Linked DNA regions of Zea mays: region 1 is linked to region 2. The links are chromatin contacts, called in public Hi-C maps. All regions are on one chromosome and are shown on one strand. Each heading gives the region's core, a stretch centred on a gene start, on an enhancer-like site or on the middle of the called end of the contact. The rest is flanking DNA. Distances are from core to core; before and after follow the strand shown.

Evidence for each region. A called contact is a pair of places that touch in the nucleus more often than the background predicts.
Region 1: a Hi-C map of ear shows a contact between it and region 2, with 3 times the contacts expected there. The contact joins the promoter of LOC100285454 here to the enhancer-like site in region 2. A contact is called at or near these places in 3 of 25 Hi-C or Micro-C datasets (ear, leaf and tassel).

The regions. Positions count from the first base shown.
Region 1 is chr9:151,250,817-151,257,629 of Zm-B73-REFERENCE-NAM-5.0, reverse strand. LOC100285454 reads right to left here and starts at 4,130. Exons shown (of 4, transcript NM_001158347.1): 1 at 3,588-4,130; 2 at 2,388-2,457. The coding sequence starts at 4,062.
Region 2 is chr9:151,142,927-151,149,378 of Zm-B73-REFERENCE-NAM-5.0, reverse strand. No RefSeq gene overlaps it. Among protein-coding and RNA genes, the nearest start is that of LOC118473413, 22 kb to the left of the region's middle. Within about 2 kb of position 1,413, at least 7 of the 20 cell types and tissues checked have an H3K27ac peak or open chromatin away from gene starts, as enhancers often do. A contact at or near this core is called in ear, where this site is marked.

The DNA.
Region 1 (6,813 bases), core at 2,881-5,380, 110 kb before region 2:
ATCTCCAAATATTGCCATCAAAGTTGCATTAGGCATCAGGCGTTTTCTAGGTGGTGACCCTCCACCTAGAGCTTAGATGAGCCTAGGCGTTTTACACATAACACATATTACTTGAAATAAAAGAAAAAAATAGAAGGACCATCAAAGATCCATCCTCCTCTCTTCTGTCGCCACCTCCACCCGCCTCCTTCCTTCTATCTCTGTCGTCCGCCTCCTCCCTTCTGTCTCCGCCGCCATAGATTCCTCCCAGCCTCATTTATTTTCTCCACCGCCATCTGGAGCACCAGCACCCAATGTCCACACTTCCTCGTCGTTCGGCATCAATGCATTCCCCCCACTCCGCCACCTGCTGTTCCCACCTCCTTCCCCACAGCTCAACATCCCTACTTACCAGGGGGGGGGTCTACACGTAGGGACATCGGGGATGGCACGTCCGGCCACTGCAGGCGACGAGTGTCGTCTTGGTACTGGTTACCCCTAGGTTCTGTGGTACCCTTTAGGGCTTGTTCGGTTATTTTCAATCCATATGGATTGAAGGGGATTGATATGGATTGAGAGGGATTTTAACTTACTAGGGATTGAAACTCCCTCAATTCATATGGATTGGGGTAGAACCGAACATGGCCTTAGTGTTTTTCTGCCCGCTGAATAAAAAGGGGGTTGGATATAGCCCTCTATCATATATATACAAATTGAATAGTCTGATTACACATACTGCTAAGGGCCTGTTTGGGAGGGCTCCCAAACCAGCTCCGGCTCCTAGAAGAGCCCTCCCAAACGGTCTCAAAAAAAGAGCTCTTAACAAAGAGCACTAAGAAGCCGGAGCCATTTTTATAAAGAGAAGCCGGAGCCAAAAAATGGTTCCTAGCGGCTCCTCACCTCACTCCTCTATCTTACTCTTCTCTGACGTCAAGAGGAGCCGTTTTGCCAAACGATTTGTTAAAAAAATACTAGCTACTATAGAGGAGCTACTCTTGAAGAGAAGCCAGAGCCAGAGTCATTTTTGGAGGAGCTGGAGTCGTGCCAAACAAGCCTTAAGTGTGAGGACAGGAATTGAACCCATGACCTCAAGATTATGAGCCTCGAGGTACCAAACTGTTATACCCATTGTAGGGCTGAAAAAGTGGTAGATGGTAGAAAAGATTGAATACAACTCTCTACCATGTCTAGACAAACAATTAGAACATTTACAGAATGCAGCAGGTAACAGGAATCGAACCTGCATCGTTAGCTTGGAAGGCTAGGGTTTATAGCCAAGGTTGGTTGATTATTTTTTGATGTCCCTAATTCAAAACTGAACAATAAATGTTGATTTTATTCGGCTCCTTTATGGATATTCTCACCACTTAGGTCCCGTTTGGTAGGGCTCCTCCCCAGCTCCGGCTCTGTCTCCTACAGAGCAGCCCTACCAAACATTTTAGTGAACCATTTTTCAGTGAAAAAAAGAAGCCAGAGCCATTTTGGAGGAACTACCAGATGAGACCTACTAAACAAGGCCTTAACATCTATGTTAGGCTGTCGCAGAATGGCGCCTCGTGGAACACTAATTGCTATCCTCTATTCTGGATTTCTCGCTCACCAAAGATGGAGAGTGGGATTAGCTCTCTAGAGTGCGCGAGTTTAAGAAAGACCCTTAAAGATGCTGTAAGAATAGTGTTCAAATAGTTTGTAATACACCCAATAGAACGCTGTAATGTTTATGGTAAACAATCTTAAAAGTATAGTGTTCAAAAAGGAAATATAGAACACATTTGAGTGTCTGTTAAACATTCTTGTTTCATGCTGGAGGCAGAGGCACTTGTTACAATATCAAGGGTCAAGATACCAGCAAATAAAATCAGAAACGCTATCCAAAGGAAAACTACAACTGGTGCAAGTGGAACTTGTGCCCTATCCAATATGGCATGAAAAAAGGCATAGTAATTGGGCTTCCAGAACTAACACATTAACAGGCTAACTTCAGGACAAAATATTTATGTCACTTTGTTTTCATATCAGAAGTTTGAACCTGAATGGTTTCCATCCACTATTCTATTGCTATGTTAAAACAGCACAGAATATAGGAATGCTATTTGCATGCACAGCTGCTGTGTACAATGGTTCTAGAAGAATATCTTATATGCCAAAATTCAAGAGTGCCACAAATGTATAATACTTCCGTCGTACAAAGAATGTCATTCTGGCTATGGAACTAGACGAGTGGGGAAAAGGTAGTGCATCAGCAGGGTTAAATTCCTAATCAAGTAATCACCATATGTAAAAGAGGGGGGAAACACAAGATGCTCCCATTCTGGAACATAGCATGTGAAGCACTAGTGAACAATTTGACTTACTAATTTTTGGATGAACGAGAAAACCTTGAGTGTGATAGAAAAGAGTAAACATACCCATAACCAGGCAAATCCACAAGGTACCAACTCTTATTAACCAAAAAGTGATTGATTGTTTGGGTCTTCCCTGCAGAACATATGATGATGTTAGAACACATGACCATACATAAGAAAACAAGTTGCATTTTAAAATAAAGAAATAAGACATGCCAAGGTTGCCCTGGCAGAGTAAATTTATTAAGTTTGCTTAGACAACACTAAGAAGAAATTCATATTACAGCAACAGTTGATTCAAAGTTACCCAACACAAAATAAAGTCTAAAATTGAAGAGAAACACCCTAGCAAACAAATAAAATATGCTAATTGTAAATCAAATCACAGGTACTGAAGGATGTGCAAGGCCAATAGCTAGGATGATAGAAATATCAAAGGAGCCCTGTTTGTTTACCCTCTAGATTATATAATCCAGCTTAAATAAGTTAAGAGGCAAACAATCAGCACAGATTATTGGAGTGGATTATATAATTTAGGTATCTAGATTATGATAATCCATAAGCAGACCATTAGGTGCTTATTTTTTTATTACTGTTTGGCTTTTTACCCACTAATAATTTGTGTAAATAAACATCTATAATAGGATTATATAAACTGGATTATGTAATCTAGATTATATAATCGGATAATCCAGATTATATAATCTATATAAAATAAGCTGGATTATATAATCCTGCAAGGAAACAAACATGCCCACAATAATAAAATCTTGGACCATGGCTGCTAAAATTGAATTCGACAGTTCCATAACTGGTACCACGACAACCAGAATGGCAGTGGGTTTGATTTGTGGAAATGTGTTACCTGCTTGTCAATTCTAAATCCCTACTGCCAATGGCCTATCCATCCAATACAATTGCCACGCTGGGCACTATGAATTCATTTAAATTCCAAATTCTACTTTTGAATTTATATATTTCCTAGCTGGGATTTATTCTCCCAGTGCCCACTGGAAAACCTGACTACCGCTGGGATCTGTAAAGACTGTGACCCTAACCAGAATATCCCCTCACGCCCCAGAACCAAGGTGGAGGGGAATTACATAATGCGATCTAGAGCGCCATTACGACATTACAGTGACATAAAAGTCTCTGATAAGCTAATTAAAGGTCAAACAGGGAGAAGATATCGATAAACTAAGAGCACTTCGAACTTTCGAAGGAATCAGAAGATAAAGCTTAAATATTGTTCTTTGGTATCACCAGGCTTTTTGGAAGTGAGCGCGGCTTCCTTGCGGCGGGTGAGGGCGTTGATGAGCGAGGACTTGCCAACGTTGGACCGGCCAAGGACGGCGAACTCGGGCCGGTCGTCATTGGGGCAGTCCCGTGCGCGCGCGCTGCTCTTGACGAACTCAGCACCCTTCACCCTCGCGTCCCCTGCGTAGGGACCGACCACGATGTTCGACCCCGGTATGACCATGTCCGCGGGCACCAACGCATCCCGCTCCACCCCGGGCGGCAGAAACAGCGCCGTCTTCACGATCCCCATAGGTGGCGACCCGGCCTTCCTGGGGTTCTTGCGCGTGGCCGCCGGAACCGGCGCTGACGCTGCATCCTTCGGGGAGGCTGTTCCCGCCTCTGCAGAAGCTGAAAGCGTGCGACGGGAGGGGACACAGGCACGGGTGAGCGGCGGCGGCACGACGGCTCGGAAGAAGGAGGGGCGCGGGCGGAGGAGCATAGCAGCTGGAGCGTGCGCAGGGGCGTTCGACGGAGTGGCGGATGAGGACTGAGGATGCGCGGGTGGCTGCGGGCTGCGGGCTCTGCTGTTGCATTAGGTGTTCGGACTCTGGTGTTGCGTTAGGTGTTCGGTAGATTGGGCCCAGCGGTGGGAGAAATAAGGGCTCTGCTGTTGCCTTAGGTATTCGGGAGATTGGGCCCAACGGTAGAAGTAGTTGGGCCATTTCGGCTTGCGGGACGTGTTTCCACGGGGAAAATGTATTTGAACTAGCCTGTCCCCGTGTGGCGACGTAGACATGTCAAAAGGAAGAGAATAGTTTTGCTATTTTTAGGGCTAGTTTGGAAATTTAAACCCCTTCTAGATTTATGGATGTTAAGAAAAAATGAGATAATTCCCACTTAATCCACGATAATCCTGAAGAGAATTTAAATTTCCAAACTAGCCTTTACACTAGCAGAGCTTTCTTTTCAAAAGAAATAACATAGCAGAACTCTAGGAGACTCAGCTTGAAGGGCTATTAGTTTAGAGTTAGTATGGGCTATTAATTTAAGGATCGAATTATATTAGGACCAGGCTATATTTCTATTCAATTTTGAACTAAAATTTATTAAGGGTCCTAATGTATTGTGAAGAAATATTTGGATCGTGATCCAACCCCTAGGTAGACGGGCTCTCCTGATTAGGCTATTCTCAATATGAATTTTGTAGCACGCTTCCAACACTACCACATCATCAAAGATGTTACGAACTATGAATAAAATAATGTCTCTCAATGCAATCTTTCACTTCACTATAGACTAACATACCTATTAAATGTTGCAATTCAATAGCCAACAAAAGTTAGTAAAATATGTGGAGGTGAAACAAATCACCCTCAGGGCTCCTTTGGATGAATCAATCCCTGCAAGGATCCCAGTCCAATCCGCGTGAGGAATAAGGCTCGCGTCTTCTCTTCCCCATGTATATCGGGCTCCTGTTTGGATGAGGCACGAGCCAAAATGTCATGGGCCTTTTTATTCCTAACCTTATAGATTCATGGGGAAGTAAAAAAAACTAGTCCTCACTCGTGTTTCTCGTTCCGTTCCCGTGGTGGCTCTCGGTCTCTCATCTCGTCCGTCACTCCCGCAGTCCAGCAGCACCTATGGCGGCGAGAGTTTGCGTCGGCGACTGAGATCCATTGCTGCTCACGCGCCCACGCTCCATTGCCTCCATCCCCACTCGCCCAGGCTCCATCGCCTCCATCCCCACTCGCTCAGGCATCTCGGCACCCCTCTCCACCGCCGGGACGTGTCGGCAGTGGACCCGGAGCCGGTGACGCGGTCTACAGCTACAAAGGAGAGAGGTAAGAGGAAGATCTGTTGTCGTTGCCTATTCTCTGATTGTTGTTGCCTATTCTCTAATATTATCTCTGCCCAGCGAGCGGCGAGCCGCACCTCGGTCGACCTCTTTGTACACTTTGCATTTTTTGCAATTCTTGTGCATAAAGAAAATGTTTTAGGGAGCACTTGCTCACTTAATCGTCCCAATAATACAGTTTGCCAATGCAGTATAAGTTTTATTTTGAATCATCAGCTAGAAAGAAAACTCTAGCTGATTCCCATAGGAACTATTCATCGTGCAATTTCCCTTTGTTCACGTCAGAATTTTTAGGCCTGTGTCTCGCCAATCCTTCTTTGTTGGCTTAATTCTGATTGGCTGGTGTGCGAGATGCTTTTGGTCTGAAAGTATCTAGCGACTAAAAACGAGGGGTAAAACAAATCTCCAGGAGCTCAGCGATGAAAGGACTAAGAAATTTCAATTGAAAACCTTATAGATGGGCCATAAAAACCACCAGAATGTTAAATGCCAATTGTCTGCAAAATGTACCTCTTCTCATGCCAAACAAATTACTAGTTGGATACCTCTTATTTTGATTGTACCTAAGGACAACCCCATGCAATGAAATGTTTTAGGCATTTCAAAACATCATCTGATATGTTTATCCGGGCCTATATTTCTTGTCGTAAAATTTCTTTTGTGTTGTTCGACCACGACTGATAATATGTTATTGTAAACTCACTTCTCATGAAGGTCTATTAGCTTACAGGTAGCATGTGTGATAATGGACTTTAAATTTTATACTATAAAATTTAAGGATCGAATCATATTAGGATCATGCTATATTCCTATTAAATTTTGAACTAAAATTTATTAAGAGTCCTAATGTATTGTGAATAAATATTTGGATCGTGATCCAACCCTTAGGTAGACGGGCTCTCCTGATTAGGCTATTCTCAATATGAATTTTGTAGCACGCTTCCCAACACTACCACATCATCAAAGATGTTACGAAACTATGAATGAAATAATGTCTCTCAGTGCAATCTTTCACTTCATTATAGACTAACATACCTATTAAATGTTGCAATTCAATAGCCAACAGAAGTTAGTAAAATATGTGGAGATGAAACAAATCACTCTCAATGGAGGTTTCACACGGTTTCAAAGACCTTGGGAACGACTTTACATGGTTTCATTCCCATAAAACTAATTTCATCCCGTGAAACTCAATTATCTTAAATGTTATGGCATATCATCAAAACTTCTGATGTGGCACACTGTTAAATGTGTATGAAACTACCATTGAGAATAACCTAATTGTAGGGCAGTGTGAAGCAAGCCAAAAACACTGAGCAACTAGAAACAACAAATGAATTGAATGGAACTATCAAGTTGTAAACTCTATCCAATATCTCTTTAGTGAGGCTATAT
Region 2 (6,452 bases), core at 164-2,663:
GAGTCCGGCTGCCCAGAAGTCTGCTAGCTCGGAGTCGGAGTATACTACCATTCAGGCAAAGCTAGTCTACAATACAGTACTACGTATAGTGGTGCTCAATAATGTACTCTACAACTATAGTGGTGCTCATAGGCGTTGGGGCCTATCGGTGTCATAAGGTAAAGTTGGGCATGTATCTAGCTGTGCCGACTATAGGGTTGGTAGACCGACCTTACCTCGATCGTTTACATTATATATTGCGTATGTGATCGAGTGTGCAACTATTTGCGTCGTCGATCAAGAGACGTATGTAGAGCGACGAGCTTCTACTAGTCAACTCGGCGGCGACTCAGTCGCACATCTTTGAATGCCCCGCCGCGCACGCGCGGCCTGATTAATATTGACATGACCAAAAGTCCAAACACCATTGCATGCACCTCTTGCAGTTGCAGGGACGATCGATCGAGGCATTCGCCGATATTTTTTTGGATCTCTCTCTCGCTATCATTTACCACTCTGTAGATCCAAGAAGGGCATGAATGCACGCCCAACCCAATCACTGCAATTTCTTGCTGTTTTTAACGTGAGCTATAGCAGAAAAAAGAGGGTACTGTCGGGCATGGGGAAACCTAGATAAATAAAGGCACGTAAAGGGGGACATCTATCTGCTGATGGTAGGGTCTCTCCCATTTGCATGCATGGGGCCGGCCGAGGGTACTACGTGGGAACCGAAAGAAGCAGCTAATAAGCTAGCGAGTAGCTAGGGGCCGGCTGGCTGGAGAAGCGATGACGATTTGTTAGTACCAAATGTAACACACCATCATCGATCGCCGAAAGGATGCGACGACAGACGATCATCCCAGATCCGTCTCGTGCATGCTTAAAACTATAGATTACCTGGCTGCGACTTGAAGTGCGTGGCTCTTAGTTCGTTCCAGACCGGCCGATCGACAAGGGCTAGCTAGCTAGCTAGGCACAACATTAGTCATCTTTCGGAAGAGAGCTTTTCGTCGCATTGCATTGCATAGCATGCGTAGGCGTAGCTCATCAAGGGACTAGCTCGCTCGACCTTGCATTGGGAGCGACTTTCGCTGCGATCAGAGAAAGAATATGAGAGAGAGAGAGAGAGAGAGAGAGAGAGAGAGAGAGAGAGAGAGATGCGTACGTAGGACCAGCGCGGAATTGAAGCTCTGTTGCATTGCATGCAGCCTTCTTTTTCCTCTGGCGCCCCATTGATTTGGCAGAATGGACCCTCTGGATCGGCTCCGCTCATCTCATCACTCATCAGCTGTACGTTGTACGCGCGGCATGATCTAAAGCTTGGCATACGAATCGATCAAATCCTCTTGCGGCGCGGTAAGGACAGGCAGGCACGCAGAGAGGTGGGCCGCCTTGGCTGTGTGCCTCGTACTGATATACTACTAGCTAGCTTTATGGGCGGCGCTAGGCGCTACAGTAGCACGATGGCCTGATACAGTAATAATCCACTTGCCGAACATGCTAAGGGCAAAGTGAGGGTTTAAATGCCGCGTGGACCTTTCAACGTAAAGAATCAATGGGTGGTTATGGTGGAAACTCATCAGCTGGTCGTTCCAATGAGGAACTGCTCTGCTGGCGTGGCGTGGCAGGTACCCCGGCCCGTGTGTGCGCTCTCCTTTGTTATTGTTATGGCGAAACAGGAGTGGTATTCATTTCTGAATGAGGCGCACTGAATCGCGAAAGGTACAGCGTCTTTATGTGGGCCTCGAACTACCTTAATTTCTGCTCTAACTCCCGTCTTTAATTATAACTAGGTAAGAGCCCGTGATAACTTATATACAAAATGTATCTTATATTGTTATAAGAAAATGTTTCATAATTCATTTGCAATCCTGGTCATACATAAATTTTGTTATTTTAATTTAGTTGTTTCACTACTACATTGCAACCATCAGTATCATACAGACTTTGATATATGCCACGATTTGCATGGTTTCATCATTGAAGAGCACGTGTCACACCTGCCGGTACAAGTTCCCTCATACATTGTCAGTCATTAGGTATGCACCACCATACACGCTTGCTTAAACAAAAAAGGCAAGTGTATGTGTCTGCGAAGAGAATTAAAGGCAGGCCGGCACAAAAGCTACCCTGACGATGGCAAGTGGTCATTTTTGTCGGTCCTCCTCTGCGTTACCTCTGGCGCCAAGATGACGCCACATACCTTGATATAGTAGTCGTCGAACGTGCATGACATGGCGAGTACCGATGACTCTTGGCTAGGCTGCCAAACGAATTGCACCCCAGGCTCATCAGCAAGGTAGTACACCTAGTCATTGCACCACCGGATGTGCTACTCCTCTACATACATCTTGTTCGAGGACACTCACACAACGTCAGCAACGGCCGTCGTCCCAGCGCACAAGAATTTATGGCCGGCCAGTAGCGACTTACGTGGCAGGTTGAGCTTCAGATGGATGATGAGCTGGACGGCGTGACAGCGCCGTCGTCGGATGTGGTGCCTAGAACAACCCGAGAGTCGCCAACGTTGGGGACGACCATGAGGTCCCCCTGTTTGAAGATGGACAGCGTGGTGCAGCCGCTCTGGACCACGTCCAAGCGGCGGCTGCGCCGGAGCTTGCCGAACACAGCGGCGCATGCGGACACGTAGGACTGCTTCCAGAGGTCGAACTGGCAGTCACCAACACTACACCAAAATCATACACTTCCTTCGGTTTTTTAACTTCCTACCACTTTTATAACAAACCGTAGGAAATAAATAACTTCCGAGAGGCAACTGATACCTCTAGGAAATAAACATAACTTCCTCTCCACACAAAGAATATGTGATAGGACAGTCCAGGTTTGAATTAGAGCACCAAGTTAATTATATTATCGATTTTGGTTTGATTATGTAAAATTTTGATGTTCGTGCTACAGCAGCAGCTCATATTATTAGTTCTACCGCTGTGAAGAAACTATCTAGTGGACTATATCGAGTATCTTGCCTAAGCATAGTGAGCTATGTAAGTACTTCAAATGGATCTTTGCATTTTTGTTTATGAACTGCGTATTGCAATATATTCTAGTGAATTGATTCACTGAAATATATTTAATTTAATTCACTTTTTTTTAGAAATTGTTGTTTTCACGTGGGAACATGGTTGGTAAAGATCATCCTGTGCCTGCAATTTCCAAATCAGAGTTCACTGTTATTTGTGACTTCCCATCACAAATAACATTGATAGCAAATGAAAATGGTACTTTCTTGTTCTTTTCATTAAAAACAGATTAATAATCCTTAAAAGTACAACATGTCCGTGTTGAAAGTTTTTGTATTGTTCCTAGCCTACTAAATAGTTTCCGTTGACTGTACAGAAAACCGACTTGATATATTGGAAGCTGCTAGAAAAGCTGACCGTGGTTCAGATAGATTGCAAGCATCACCCATTGTAATCTCCAACAGAAGAAATATACGTCTAGCTGCTGCGAGTATACATGTAAATGGAAGATTTTTCGCTAATTCATCTTCTCTTCGCTTGAATACTTTTTATCAATTTCGCTAAAGTTCTTGTCTCACTCAGCTTATGTTTATACAGATTGTTTCTTTCTTAAGAGTCACCCCTGAATATGTCTTGTTAGTTTTCCATCCTGAAGCACAGGTGAACTTTTGCTCACTTCTTGTATATCCTGTTCATGGTCTGAAGTAATTTAAGCCCCCTTTGCTATTTATGCTCTTATACATTTGAGCCACAGAAAAATCTGATTGTAAGTGGTGGAACATGCTCCCTAGATGCTTCTACCAATGACACACATGTGGTGCAAATAGTTACACATCCAGGAAAAGCCTTGTGTTCTCAATTGATTTATGCGGCTAAAGGTTTAGGCGAAGCTATAATCATAATCCAGAATGTTGGCCTTTCTCTAAGAGCAACTACTCATTCTTTGGTACATCACTTTGGCGCTTATCTTCCTAATTCTCCTGATACTTTTTATACTTGTTATAATTCAATCAAGTGACTTCTGTTGCATACTATGTTTATACTGTTCAAATGGTTGCCAATATCCCTTGAGTCATATCTTTGTATATGTGCTTTGTCTAGCATTAATCTTGGGATAATGATAACTTTTGAATTTTGATATATATCTTGAAAGGGAAATGTGCCCTTGGGCCATTTCTATGTATTTTGGTGATTGAGTGCCAACACATGTGCTTAATTGGGAATTTATGTACATGGATGAACAAGGTGAAAATCATGAAGTAAAGGTATGTTTCTAAGCCTTAGTACATTGGTTTTAAGTACTAATATATTTGTCTAAGTGTTAGAAACAGAAAGAAGAAGAATAGAGAAAAGGAGAAGGGACTTGGCTGTGTGCTGCCAAGACCCAGCTCGGTCTGGAGCACCGGACTGTCCGGTGTGCACCGGACAGTGTCCGGTGCGCCAGGCTGGCGCGACTCGAACTGGCCGCTCTCGGGAAATTGGCCGGCGACTTCGGCTAAAATTCACCGGACTGTCCGGTGTGCACCGGACTGTCCGGTGAGCCAACGGTCGGCCGAGCCAACGGTCGGCCGCGGAATCCGCGCGGGACACGTGGCCGAGCCAACGGTCGGAAGACGGCACCGGACTGTCCGGTGTGCACCGGACATGTCCGGTGCGCCAACAGCGCCAGATCTGCCAACGGTCTGCAACGGTCGTCTTCGCCGTTTAAGGAAACAAATCGGGCACCGGACAGTGTCCGGTGTGCACCGGACTGTCCGGTGCCCCCGACGACAGAAGGCAAGGATGGCCTTCCGGATTTGCTCTCAACGGCTCCTAGCTGCCTTGGGGCTATAAAAGGAGCCCCTAGGCGCATGGAGGATAGACACAAGCAACCTTTGAGCATTCTTGATCATCCACACTAAGTCTCTGCGCATTCGTTTGTGTTTCTAAGAGATTCGAGCTCTGTTCTAAGTGAGAACTCTGAGATAGTCTTGTGAGCTCGATTCTTGGCCGTGTGTGTGCGCTTTTGCTGTGGATTTGTGTGTGTTGCTTCCCTCCCTTACTCTGTGTTTCATTTGTGATCATATACTTGTAAGGGCAAGAGACTCCAATTTGTGGAGATTCCTTGCAAACGGGATAGTGAAAGGAAAACAAAACACCGTGGTATTCAAGTGGGTCTTTGGACCGCTTGAGAGGGGTTGATTGCAACCCTCGTCCGTTGGGACGCCACAACGTGGAGTAGGCAAGCGTTGGTCTTGGCCGAACCACGGGATAAAACCACTGTGTCACTCTGTGCTTGATTGGATTCTTGTGGTTATTGTGTTTTGACTCCTCTCTAGCCACTTGGCATAAGCTGTGCTAACACCTAATCAAGTTTTGTGGCTATAAGTTTGAAGTTTTTTACAGGATCACCTATTCACCCCCCCCTCTAGGTGCTCTCAATTGGTATCAGAGCCGTTCTCTTCAAGAAAGGGACTAACCGCCCGAAGAGATGGATCCTAAGGGGAAGGGAATTGTGATCAACGACAAGGAGAAGGAGTCCTTCGTCAACGAGCCAAGGGATGACAAGTCCAATGACTCGGGCTCGGGCCACAAGCGAAGAGATGGGAAGAAGAAGAAGACAAGACGCATCAAGGAGATCGTCTACTACGACAGCGATGAGTCTACTTCTTCCCAAAAGGACGAGGACCACAACAACTACGAGAGAAGAAAACCGGTTAATTCGAACTTTTCTTTTGATTACTCTCGTATTCCGCAAAGTTCACATTCTCATTTGCTCTCCATTCCACTCGGCAAGCCCCCACACTTTGATGGAGAGGACTACGGATTTTGGAGCCACAAAATGCGTAGTCACCTATTCTCTCTCCATCCTAGTATATGGGAGATTGTAGAGAGTGGAATGCATTTTGATAGTTCGGATAGTCCCATGTTCATTAATGAACAAATTCATAAGAATGCACAAGCTACTACTGTTCTTCTAGCTTCCTTGTGCAGGAATGAATACCATAAGGTGAGCGGCTTGGATAACGCCAAGCAAATCTGGGACACCCTCAAGATTTCTCATGAGGGGAACGACGTCACCTTACTCACCAAGATGGAGTTGGTGGAGGGCGAGCTTGGACGGTTCGCAATGATAAGGGGCGAGGAGCCAACGCAAACATACAATCGGCTCAAGACCCTTATCAACAAGATAAGAAGCTACGGGAGCACGCGATGGACGGACCACGACGTCGTCCGCCTAATGCTAAGGTCATTTACCGTTCTTGATCCTCACTTGGTGAACAATATACGTGAAAATCCCAGGTACACCAAGATGTCGCCCGAAGAAGTTCTTGGGAAATTTGTTAGCGGGCGAATGATGATCAAGGAGGCGAGATATGTGGACGACGCCTTGAATGGTCCGATCAACGAGCCGCAACCTCTCGCTCTCAAGGCAATACGAAGCAAGGAGGCGCTACCTAGCAAGGTGGCACAAATTGAGGCGGCCGGACTCAACGATGAAGAGATGGCTCT